2 separate regions of the Hordeum vulgare genome follow, and region 1 is linked to region 2. Evidence: chromatin contacts called from public Hi-C data. All regions are on one chromosome and are shown on one strand. Each heading gives the region's core, a stretch centred on a gene start, on an enhancer-like site or on the middle of the called end of the contact. The rest is flanking DNA. Distances are from core to core; before and after follow the strand shown. Region 1 holds the start of LOC123402827. Region 2 holds the start of LOC123401619 (mitogen-activated protein kinase 3).

Region 1 (3,205 bases), core at 334-2,833, 230 kb before region 2:
TGCAAGTATGAGTTACCCCGTTGATCATGGTTTCTTTACCAGAAAAGTGACTTGATAATGTCTTCCAACGGAATGTCGGTGCGAGGAAGAAAATCATCCTGTGATTTACCAAAACAAGAATCAGACAATATAAGCAGAATTCAGTTGGGCTGTTTATCTTGACAAATGATAAAAGAAAAATGCTGCTGATGATGGGGGTGTACATTATGGACAAAGCTTAGCACCTGAAGAATGACCGCGTTAATGACGTCGGCATAACGGACTGCCAGATTGAGCGACGTGCACCTGGGGGGCGCCATGGCGAAGCACCGTATCCTCCTCCTCTCCACGCCACCCAGCCGCTCCCTGTCGCGCACCGCCAGCAGAGCCAGCATGGCCGCGACGCCGGAGCCGAGGGAATGCCCGGCGAACGTGAGCGTGTAGCCGGGGTTCCTGGCCAGGAGGTCCCTGAGCACGTCGCACTCGGCGTCGAACACCCACTCGGCGGCCTTGAGCAGGCCGTTGTGCACGTAGCCGCCGTCGAAGCCCGCCTGCCCGATCCTGTTGTCCAGCAGCACGGCGTAGTCGCTCTCCTTGGCCATGTCCATGCCGCGCACGGCGAGCACCACGTCCGCGTGCCGGTGGTCGAGGTACAGCAGGTACGTCGGGGCGCGCCCCTGCGTGTGCTCGGGCGTCCGCCGGCGCAGCACCCACCGGGGATCGATGCCGTAGCCCCCCGGCGGCGCCCACTGCGGGGTCTCGAGGTCGTCCTCGTAGACGGCGAGGATGAACCGGCATAGCCGCGGCACCGGCTCGAACTCCCCGGACGAGGCCAGGCCCCAGGTCTCGCTGTCGTAGCCGGTGGTGTGGAGGCAGCGCTGCCACACCCACCGCGTGCATGCCAGGCAGTACACGCACTCCACCACCGGCAGGCAGCACGCGATGGACATCGTCGTCACATCCACGTCGGTGGGAGTTCACTGTTCAGTGGTCTGACGACGCCGACAGATGGAAGGGCTGCAAAAGAAAGAAAAATATACCATATTGTTGGGTTATCCAGAGAAACATTCAGAAAGGATATGCTCGCTACTGGGGCAATGAAGTTACTGGGGAAACGGTAAACTGAGGATGGATTTCGAATGCAAACAGACGGGGATTGTGAATCCTATGTGTGTGTGATGGGAAAATCGCAGGAAATCCTGAGGGGATATCGAATTCCAGCCGTGAGATTCATCGATTAAGCTAGGGATTTGCTCAGCCGAGACAACTAATTGCCAAAGGGGACCTCTATCCATCAAATTGCAGCATTCTATTCCATCCCCTGTTGCGGCCGCGACTGTAAATAGATACTGAAATTACCGAACTAAACTTCTCTTGCTGGACTTGCGGAGCTTGGAGCACATCCGAGACCAGCAAGAAGGAAAGGGGGGATGCTGATACTGATAGTGGAGGACATGTTACCTTGAAGCGGGAGGAGAGGCATCGGAGACGACGAGTAGGTAGCGTCCGTCCACTCGGTCACTCTCGGGCACACACGAACACTAGCGAAGCGGCGAAACCAGAGGCAGCTACCTTTCTTTGGGTCTTGGAAGGCAACCTGCAACTACAAGTCAAAGAGGGGAAATCACCGCAGCAGGGGACGTGTGGCTATTTTATTTTTTCGCTCCCTCACGCCAATCACTCCACATGATGCAATCCGTGTCACATACAGTAGGAAATTTACTCCGTTGTCTCCGCAGTTTTTTTTCCTTTATCATTTCATTAATGCAAGGAATTATAACGGATACAGATAAAAATAGGCACCCTTCTGTGCCGGCGCACCCGCGCGAGCGCCTCCGCCGGTCAACGAGTGACCCTACGATGCAACAGCTGCTAGCCATCAGATCTGTTTGTCTCTTCGCCAATCTCTTGCATCGTCTTCCTGTGTAAAATTGCAGCGTCACGAGCGCTATTGACCCCGGCAGTAATTTCCCGTGAGGCGACTGAGCTCGAAGCAGCACAACACACCCCGTGCTCGCCGGAGCCGCTCATCGGCGCGCTCGCCAGCACGCTCGTCGAAGCCACTCGTCAGAGCTGCTCATCGGCGCGCTCGTCGCCTCTCGTCACAGCACCCTCATCCCTCCCTTCGTCGCTCGCCGCTCGTCGTCGTCGACGTCGCCGGTTTGAAGCTTTTTTCACTTTCCTTGAAAAAAATCCGCGTCACTTGAAGCTTTTTCCACAACGGTTGAAGCTTTTTCCATGTCGTTTGAAGCTTTTTGCTAGTTGTAGCAAAAATGACAGGCTTTCCTCGTTGGTCTGTGGTTGAAGCTTTTCAAACATATGGTTGAAACTTTTGAGTCAAGGATTGCAGCTTTTTGTGTTTTGCTGGTTGAAGCTTTTTATATCGTCGGTTGCAACAAATCAAATGAAGAACGTAGCAAATTTGTATAATGGTTGTAGCATTTTTCCATCATGGTTGCAGCTCGCCATGCCGACGCTTGTAGCAAAGAGCATAACGGTTTTGCAACAAAATAGAATTACGGATGTAGCAAATTTGTATAATGGTTGTACCATTTTTTTCATCATGGTTGCATCTCGCCATGCCAACGCTTGTAACAAAATTTTCGTCAACGCTTGAAGCTTTTCTTCATGCCGGTTGAAGCTTTTTCAATGCCGTTTGAAGCTTTTTGCACACCGCTTATAGCTTTTTTTAATAGATGCATACACACAGATCCGTCCATGGCAGGAGGCAGCCATGGCATCTCCCGTGGCTCGGCCCGAGCACCGGCGATGGTGGTTTTGCAGCAGTGCCAGCAAAGGGTACGAGGGCGTGCGGCGGCGCATGCGAGTGGGGGGGGCGACGGCGGCCTGCGCAAAGGGGACGCCAGCGAAGGTACGAGGGCGTGCGGCGGCGCCTGCGCGGGGGGAGGGGGCGACGGCGGCATGCGCAGAGGGGACGCACGCGATGGCGGCGCCTGCGCGGGGGGAGGGGGCGACGGCGGCATGCGCAGAGGGGACGCACGCGATGGCGGCGCCTGTGCGGGGGGAGGGGGCGACGACGGCCTGGGCAGAGGGGACGCACGCGACGGAGGCGCCAGCGGGGGGGGGGGGAGGGGGCGACGGCGGCCTGCGCAGAGGGGACGCGCGATCCGCCCAGATCGGACGAACACGGTGCGTCTGGCCGAAACGGTTCGACCGGCGCGCCGTGTATAAACGTTTCCCAATAGAAATACAACAGATGACACAA
Region 2 (3,589 bases), core at 920-3,419:
GACGACAATGAAAACAAACAATGGATGGAAATCTGATAGAAAAGAAGCATCGGTTGAGAATAGGAGGGGAAGACACACAAAACATACATAAAATGGATGTACAAAAACGGTTTGACGAAGTATTAGTTTGAGTATAATGCATGGTATACATATGATTTTTATTTTTCATCTCTTTTACATCCAATGTCACCCAAACACAAGATTCTCAATAACGATGTTAGTGAACGGTTGCGCAGGCGTGTGACCCCGCACCTTTGAGAATTTCTAACCAAAACCAGCCCATGTTTGCGTATGTGCAACACTGCTTGTGTTACTTTCACTTGCATGCCTTTACTCTTCGCTTTATATATATTTTTATAGACCTAAATGTGTAAGGTGTTTGACGGATTGTTTGAAACATCTAAAATTGCTAAAGATCTTAATTTTTTTTAAAGCCAAACTTTTGACTTGATTGTCTATTCACCCTTCTCTGGACATACTTAGTCATACTTATTTGAGTCTTACGGAAGCCCTTGTCGAGAAAGACTAGCTCATCGGTGGAAACATATCGCTAATCGGGTGAACAATACATGTGATACATCATTTGTGCATTTGAATCGACAATGAGTCGATGGTACAATGTCATTTGGTGAAAATTTTCTTTCAGCAACATTTTTACACGCGTACACGTGCAGGGGCGAATCTAACAATCTGGCATGGTTTGGCCACCGCCATACCTAAGCTGCCATGCAAGTACGTATATTACTATTAGCCCAGCATAATTTTTAGGTTTTGGGCGGTGGTTCGCCTCCTGTTGGGCTTGGTTCTTGGCGGCTGACTACTACTCTTTCACAGAGGAAGTCAAGAATCACATTGAACATTTCTTCAATTATTTTACTATTTTTGTTGAGAGACTAACCAATTAGTTTTTCTTTTTTTTACAGATTTAAAGAGTATTTTGTCAAAGCCGATGGCTTCTTTCTAACTATCTACACTTGCATAATGTGTTTTCTACCATTGTATCCTACTCCCTCCGTTCCTAAATATAAGACCTTTTAGAGATTACCATATAAACTACACACGGATGTACATAGACATATTTTAGAGTATAGACTCACTCATTTTGCTCCGTATTTAGTCTTCTAGTGGAATCTTTAAAAGGTCTTATATTTTGGAACGGATGGAGTACTAATTACTAATTCATCATTTATCTATGGTTTTGATGTTTTATAGGCAAACCCGTCCAGTTAATATATATGATATATTGACAACCGATCATCCATGTAATCATCATCGAATGAAGTATTTAGAGTGTCAATACTTAAATTTTGGATTTTGGTTGTATTAGTTGAACTCCAAGTAATATATATTTGCTATTCTAGTGAGCTCTTCCATAACTGAGTTGTATATGGGTTTTTCGTTCACAAACTCCGCCACACCTGAAAATCATTCCTGTCTCCGCCACTGTACACGTGCCTTCCCCGTAGAAAAAAACCGTCAGCATGGAAAGATGAAGGCGCGCCATAAATTTCCGCAGCAAAAAACGCACGCATCGTGCACAAGTCGTACTACCGGTGTACTAGTCCTCACTCAATCCCGGTGTACTAGTCCTCACTCAATCCCGGTGTACTAGTCCTCACTCAATCCATGGCGTTCATACCAAAGCCAGTGCCCGTACAATCTCTCGTACGTACTCGAAGCGACCCATCATCACCCACCAACCCAACCCGCTCGTGGAACACATTTCATCGTTCGAACCCTCGCCTCGCCTATGGAACCGAAGCGTGCCGGCTGCCGCCACCGACCGCGGCCGCCACGGCCACGCGCGCACGGGGACAACGGGACCAATCCCCTCCCCTCCCCTCCCTTCCATCCCACGGCAGGCGCGTCCTCCCCATCCCCCCACCCTACCCCCACCCGCGCGCACGTGGCGCCGCCCCGCGCCGCATCGGACGGCCCGCCCGCGCCCATCCCCCGGACCGACGGCCGCCGTCCCCTCCACGCGCCTCGCCGGGGACGGAGCGGAGGAATATTCCTCGCCCCCTCCCCCACCCCACCCCACCCCACCCCCACCCGCACCCTCCTCCCTCCCCCCCGCAGCTGCAATTCGCCTCCGAATTCGGTCGCCCATGGCGCCGCGGCCCGTCTGATCCTACCCACCCACCCCTCCCCCATCCTCTCCCAGGCCCAGCTGCCCTCCCTCCCCCTCCCATGTAAGCGAGCCTTCCTCCCCGTCCTCCCCCCGCAATCCTCGTGCTCGCTCTGCATCGCCCGAGATCGGCCGGCTCTTGTCCGGACGGCCCGCGCCGGTCTCTGTCCCGCGGAGATCGGTCGCCCCTGATCCGAGCGAGCAGCCCCAGCTGGCGAGCTCCGATTGTGCCGCCGGGCGCGTGCGTGCGTGCCTGCCTAGTCGAGTGTCCCGCCCGAATTATTCGATTCCCCGTCGTGCTCCGGCGATGCATCGTGCCGGGGTGCGCGATGATTGTCTCGGTACATTTCCGCGATCCGCTGCTAGGATGGCAGGCTGCCCTGTTAATCATCTGGGCGACGATCTGCCCACCGGGAGCTTATGGGTTCTTGCAGGCTGCGGATTCGGCTTGTGCGTTTAGCACCGAGTGAGGCTGATGAGAATGCGGGTGAGAGGTGGTAGCGAGGAGTGGCATTGCATGGTGCTTAGATGCGCGGATTGGCTGCGCTACCGATCAAAGTTACCACTTATAAGCTTATGTAAATGGGGACATTGGCGCTCATCAATTCAAGTGCTGAATTGGTCAGCGCCAGTGTCCATTTATAAGCTTAGATAAGTACAACTGCACTTAGATGCCATGCCAACATGTACTGCTTATATATATATATATAGTTCATTCATTGTTGCCGATTCTGATCAGAATTTATGAGCCTTGTAGCTCCTGGTGCATGGTACAGTTTAGGTTCAGTTCAGAATCCTTCTACCACTTGGAGTTTCACATAAACACTTACCAGAAAAACAAGAGTGTGTGTGTTCTATTGGCATCTGAGGTCATGTAAACTATTACCAAAGCCTCTTTTAGCTGGAGATTTGTTTATTGTCCACGTCCCCTTGTCAGCTTAAGCATTTGGGTGCCATGGTTAGGCGCATGCAATTCAATATAATATCAGAGTTGAGGGGTCTTAGGTTCAATACTTGGCCAACGTACTATCAATAAGTATACATCGGCCTACGTCGATCCCAGGTCTAAGGTCTGGAGGGTAGGAAAGTGTTCAAAGATGGGGACATTGTTACACTTGTATTTTGTAATGAGTCTGTCTTATTTTTCACATTTGAAATTTGGTGATTGTGTAAGCTAAAAGAAACTAAATTTTCTTCCAGTACTGTTATTTATGGTATACTAAGTTATATGTTTTGTTTTGTTAGTTGAAAATGGCAATGCTGGTGGATCCTCCGAATGGCATGGGAAACCAAGGGAAGCATTACTACTCCATGTGGCAAACCTTGTTTGAGATTGACACCAAGTATGTGCCTATCAAGCCTATTGGTCGGGGAGCTTATGGAATAGTCTGCTCATCCATAAACCGTGAGACAAACGAGAAAGTAGCTATAAAGAAGATACATAATGTATTCGACAACCGC

Evidence for each region. Hi-C and Micro-C count contacts between places; a contact is called where the count stands out from the background.
Region 1: a contact with region 2 is called in a Hi-C map of leaf, with 8 times the contacts expected there. The contact joins the promoter of LOC123402827 here to the promoter of LOC123401619 in region 2. A contact is called at or near these places in 4 of 6 Hi-C or Micro-C datasets (leaf and seedling) and 1 of 1 datasets of contacts at active chromatin or transcription factors (embryo).

Annotation. Positions count from the first base shown.
Region 1 is chr6H:63,332,615-63,335,819 of MorexV3_pseudomolecules_assembly, reverse strand. LOC123402827 reads right to left here and starts at 1,583. Exons shown (of 6, transcript XM_045096785.1): 1 at 1,441-1,583; 2 at 225-996; 3 at 40-98. The coding sequence starts at 929.
Region 2 is chr6H:63,103,320-63,106,908 of MorexV3_pseudomolecules_assembly, reverse strand. LOC123401619 (mitogen-activated protein kinase 3) reads left to right here and starts at 2,169. Exons shown (of 3, transcript XM_045095455.1): 1 at 2,169-2,192; 2 at 3,374-3,589. The coding sequence starts at 3,380.